Regions from separate parts of the Mus musculus genome. Here region 1 is linked to region 2. A link is a contact called in public promoter capture Hi-C data. All regions are on one chromosome and are shown on one strand. The core of a region is the stretch at or near the end of the contact, and the rest is flanking DNA. Distances in the headings are between cores, read along the strand shown.

Region 1 (2,880 bases), core at 2-2,501, 2.1 Mb before region 2:
ATATTTTTTCTGAATAATATATACATTATATGTTATATACATATTAAAGTCATATATGTAGACACACACATACATATAACATGATTTTTCTATTTGCCTTCTGTGGTGAATATTTTTAAGACTGGGCCATTTGACTTCAAGGTTTGTCCTACATCTGATGTGAGCTGAAGATTTTAGAACCAAGGGGGCATTGAAGCTTAGAGGGATTAGGTAACTTGCCTAAACACTGGCATGTAACAGTTCTTTCATGCCCTCATTCCTATTCCATATGATCAGAGGAGAAGCTGAATGGGTCCCTTGTTCTCTGGGAGCTCTGGGAGGAAGTGCTTTATCTTCCTGGCATAATGAAATTGTATGTCTGTGGTTCATCATGATCTATGTGGTTGGCCAGATAAGATGGGTGACAAACACTGGCGTCACATAAATCACACCAGGGTGAGGAGTTGTATTTTATGTGGACACCAGCTTGAAGGTCGCTGGCAGCTATTTTAGAGATGGTTGGGAATGAGAAATGATGTACTATCGATGCAATGCAGTGTTCTTGAATTTTGAAAGAAGGGACATAAATGGGGATAGATGGTTTTAATGCTCCAAACATTACTGTGAGTGTTACAGGGACATCAACATTGCTAACCCCTCCAAACCCCAAGTATCAAAGCTTTAAACATTCACTTTTCATACAAAGTCTAAAATACGATTTATTGAAATAAACTAAATGTAAACCTTAAATAAATCAAACACACCATCCCCCACTCCCACCTTCACCCCAGGTTCTGGTGGGGCAAAGCTGAATTAGTTGGCATTTTGATGTAAATTCTGTTCAGTCTCAGGCTGTTTTGTTTTAGCTATGTCTGGGACAGATTAGCACTGTATATATACAGTGACACTTGTGCCTTTGTCTTTGGAGACTATTCATACATTATTTTAAAGAAATGAAAACTGATAAAAATTAGTTTCCTTCTTCCCTTTCCTTGGTATTTTTTTCCTCTGTCTTTTCCCATGACCAAAGGACAAGTAAGATGGTTCAGACTCTTTTCAAAGGAAACACCTAATGACCAAGGCCTGGTTTGCTAAATAGCAAAGGTGAATACTTCCTCTGTCTGGCTTAGAAGGCTCTTGACTTTATCTGCTGCCTAATGGGGCATTTATTTCTCAATTGGATAAATACGAGGGCATATTTCTAGGTTCTGTCTCACTGACTGAACAGATCAATAGACCAATGCTTTAGGAAAGGAATACGTTATCAGTAAATGCAAACACATGAGCTTGGAGGAAGGCAGCAGGAAGTCTGAAATGCACGCCACTTGCTTTTCCTGTGCTTTACAGGCATCCAAGGAAGCGAAGCAAAGATCAATTTTGGCTTTATATGTTCCTTAGCCTAGAATATGCTCCTGGCTCCTCAGTGCAAAGATATGAATCTCTCACTGTGAGTCTCTTTACTGTCACTGTGCCCTGAGATGCATTTGGTATTGACACCTAACTCCTGATATGTAGCAAAAAAAAAAAAAAAAAAAAAAAAAAACCCATGGAAACAAATAGCAGATCTTCGCTGACTCTAACCCGAGGAATGTCTCTTTATCCTAGAACAAATGCAGTCTCTTTCTGTTGGGAAATTGAAGACAGATTTCCTGCACTGTTAAAACACTCTTCAAGATGCAGCCTGCACTTAGTGGAAATCAGAGCTCAGAAGAGTGGAATCTTCAGCAGGACGGGTAGATCCTGCCACAATGCTTTAGGACACGGAATCACTCACAGGCCTTTGTCCCTTTGCTTTTGGGTTGCAAACCTGAGCTACTAACTTCTCTGCTGGTCAGTAAGGAAGAGCATCACAAACAGCCAGAAATTATTTGGACTGGTTTGCTCTAATTCTCCTCACCCCCACCCCTGCCTCCCATATTTTTGATACAGGGTTTCATAGCATGACCCAAAACTAGCCTGAAACTGGCTATGTGGACCAGGTTCATCTTCAACTCACAGATATCCACCTTCCTCTATCTCCCAAGTCCTGAGATCAGAGGTATGTACAGCCACACCCGACATGGTTTATTCATATACCAGAGACATATTTGAGGGCTTCAAATAATTGGAAAAAATGTGACTCCTACTAAACTCTTTCAGTTTAAAGACACCACATTTCCTCTGGTAGAAAAGGAGTGTGGCATTAAATGTAGTGGAATGCCTTGAAAGAGTGATTGTGTATATTTATTCTTGAACACTGAGAGATACATAGGAACAGGCGTTTAGAAATCTTAACGTGCAAAGTCACCATGAAGACTGTACGGAAGCTAAAACCTGTAGCCATTTGAACAATATGCTCCTGCACACAGCAATCCCTGACAATACCTGTTATTCAATTGTCAACCACACATGGATGTTTCCTTGACATGAAGTTAAACAAAAGGGAAGATACTTACCTTGGATTTTGTCCCTCATGTTGTGGGCTTGCTCGACAAGATGGGTTGCTTGGTCAATTGTATCCATGCTTTCCTTCTCAACCAGCATACCCTTTCTTGAGGCTTGACTTCCCTACAAATTATACAAATAAACATTAGATTTATGTTATATACTCACCTATGAGGATGGGTGAATATAATGTACTTGTGATGGTTGGTTTATGCTTGGCTCACTATTAGAAGGTGTGGCCCTGTTGGAGTAGGTGTGTCACTGTGTATGTGGGCTTTAAGACCCTTATCTGAGTTCCATGGAAGTCAGTCTTCTTCTAGCAGTCTTCAGATGAAGATGTAGAACTCTCAGCTCCTCCTGTACCATGCCTGCCCTGAAGCTGCCATGTTTCTGCCCTGATGATAATGGACAGAACCTGAGAACCTGTAAGCCAGCCCCAGTTAAATGTTGTCCTTTATAAGACTTATCTTGGTCATG
Region 2 (2,733 bases), core at 182-2,681:
GTTTTTGGTTTTCCAGCCAATGACAGGTGGCTATTTTATTTAAAGCTTGTATTAAAAGATTCTGTCAAACCAAGAAAATGCACGACTATTTTAACAAGTTTAAGTGTTTCATTCAGCCTAGTTCTCTAATCTACCTCTCCAAACACTGTGACTTCAATACAACTACAGAAAACGCTCCCAATTTCATATTGCTTTGTGGAGATCAAGCGTTCAATCAATGAGCTTCGAAAGTTCTGTCAAATTTCCTTATTACTTCTCTCAATGGTTTATCTATTGATGTCTTGGGTGAAATCTGTATAGGCAGGGCACCATTCCATTTGGTGTAACTGAACCCAGAGACTATTACTACTTATACTCCAAATTAGAAAATCCTTACAGTCACCTTGTACCGTTCACTGCATTGTGAATATTTAGTCCACTTCTCAAAGTTTCCTGCAGCAAGGTCTTCACCACAGTAGAAGAGTTCCTAAGCAAGATGCCGGTGTTCTTTCCTAACCCCCCAGAGCAGGGTATTATAGCAGATCGAACAAAGAGCAACAAAGAAGGGGGAGGTAATAACCTCCCATAGAGACATGCCAGGACCCATCAAACAAGAACAACTGCACGCTTCCTCTCTCCTACCACTTCCCAACGACCTACCTACTTCCAACTCAAAACCCCTTAATTGTCACCGAGGAAGTGCAGCCCTTCCATTTGAACCCTGAGAAAGTGGAGCTCGAAGAACGCGAACAAAGGCGAGGGATGTAGTCCACGCAAAACACCAGCGAGACAGCGCCGCTCTGCGAACTTGGCCACCGGCCAGCAGTAACTCCTCCGCAGCCCCACCCGGGTGCCGGGGTCCCGGGTGAGGCTGGAAGCGCAGCGCGGACAGATCGGGGGCGAGAAGGGGGGACCGGGAGAGCGGGGGAGGGGACAGGGACGTGGGGCGGAGCTCCAGGACGCCAGCTTTGTGCAGTCAGGCCCAGGGTGCCAACTGGGGTTCCTCGGGAGACCGGTCAGAGGCAGTGCACCCTAAACCTGCGTGTGCCCGAGAGGACCCGAGAGGAGCGAAGGCGGGCGTCCCCGAGACGCCACCGCTGGGTAGGCCGTGTTGGTGTCCCCGCGGGCTGCCACCCCCGACACCCCGCCGCGCCCTCCCCGCATCCCGGCTGCAGGCTCCTCGGCCACTCACCATCATAGTAGTAGCACACTTTCTTCTTGCCGCCTCCTTGACTGTACGCCATGGGCTCAGGCCGCCGCCTCCCGGCTGCGGCTCCTCCTCCGGCTGCTCCCGCCCGCCGCGGCCCGGCGGCCAGACAAGAGGGCTGACGGGGACGGCCGGTGCTGCAGCCCTCGGAGCAAGGGCAGCCCGGAGCGGGACGGCGGCGGGTGCCGGGAGGGCCGTAGGGCACAGAGCGGGATAGGCAGCGGCGCCGACGCGCGACACTCGGCAGGGGTAGGCCTCCGGGCGGCGGGGCTGCGAGGCGGGAGCGACCACTGCGGCTGCGCGGAGGGGGGCACCACAACTACGGTCGGGAGGGAGCGACCGGGACGGAGTGGACGCCACCGGCCAGGGCGACAGTAGTGTTTCTACGGGTAGTCACACACAGTCCGGAGGTGCGCACAAGCGGACTTTAGCCCCTTGCTCAGAGACCCGGACGCGCAGCAGTGAGGTTCACCCCTCGGTCTTACGCGCACTGGTTGCGCCTGGGCCGAGCCTGCGCACTCCGCGCCTGCTCAAACGAATCCCGGGCAGTCTAGACCCCTCCTCCAGGGCTCATGCCGCTCCCCTCCCCCACCGCCGCGACGCTCCGGCCCGAGCCCGCCACGTGCCGCGGGGACCCCGAGGGGCCTCGGCTTGAGAGCTCCCTAGGGCTGCCTCCCCCCACACACACACCCGCTACCTGGTGGTCCGATATTCCCACGTGTTTCAATTCTCTTGTTCTCCCTCATTGGCTCCTGATAACTACTCTTGAGTTACAGAGAGGTTAATGGCAGACTCCTTGTATCTCCTGGGTTTAATAAGCATTTCCAGGACTCGGTATAAGCACTGTTCCCAGCATCCATACCTGCTCGTAATAAACACCATTTAAAGCTGTCAAAAGTGCTGGGATGTACGTGCCATGTCCATCTCCTTATAGGTGTGGGCAAAAGAAGGAGTATAGTGCTCTCAATTGCTAAATAATAGTCATCTGAGGACCGAAGGGGTGTCGAACTTTTCAAGACTCCACGTGCTTTGTCTACTTTATCAGACTGGATGTGCTTCTAGCCAGACAATTCAAAAGAATTGGTTTAAATATTGGAGTCCCTGTGTTTAATAGCCTGGCGTTTATTGTGCACCTGTCTAAACCAACCTGCTTAAAGGATGCATAAAGGATGGAAGCTGACTGTCTAATGAAATACTCACACACCTGAACTGTTATTATTTAAAATTCCAGCTACATGCACACACTACTTCCTCCCTTAAGAGGAGGTGTTGAAGTAAGAACCATACTGAGTCACTAACAAAAATCATTATTTTTCTACTTTCGGATCCCCAGGACTCTTAATACATAAAGCACCAATCTTCCAGGCTTAACCCCAAGAGACTTAGAATTACTCCAAGGTACCCCTCACCACAACCACTTCTCTCCCAAGCCTACAGTTTTAACAAGACCCTGGGAGATTAACGTGGTTGGGTCAGGGACCACAGTGGAGAGAGCTAGCTTTGATGTTAATGTTGATTACAGAGTATTGTTTGCTTCATTTTCTCTA

The links. Promoter capture Hi-C pulls out the DNA fragments that hold promoters and counts their contacts.
Region 1: a promoter capture Hi-C map of cranial neural crest shows a contact between it and region 2. The contact joins the enhancer-like site here to the promoter of Hdac2 in region 2. A contact is called at or near these places in 8 of 39 promoter capture datasets (the C10 cell line, cranial neural crest, frontonasal cranial neural crest and 5 more), 8 of 115 datasets of contacts at active chromatin or transcription factors (astrocytes, bone marrow-derived dendritic cells, bone marrow-derived macrophages and 5 more) and 1 of 9 other capture datasets (adipose tissue).

The regions. Positions count from the first base shown.
Region 1 is chr10:39,042,227-39,045,106 of GRCm38.p6, reverse strand. It overlaps Lama4 (laminin, alpha 4), which reads right to left. Exons shown (of 38, transcript NM_010681.4): 9 at 2,415-2,526. Among named protein-coding and RNA genes, the nearest start is that of Lama4, 78 kb to the right of the region's middle. Within about 2 kb of position 1,251, at least 18 of the 459 cell types and tissues checked have an H3K27ac peak or open chromatin away from gene starts, as enhancers often do.
Region 2 is chr10:36,973,242-36,975,974 of GRCm38.p6, reverse strand. It overlaps Hdac2 (histone deacetylase 2), which reads right to left and starts at 1,431. Exons shown (of 14, transcript NM_008229.2): 1 at 1,172-1,431. The coding sequence starts at 1,223.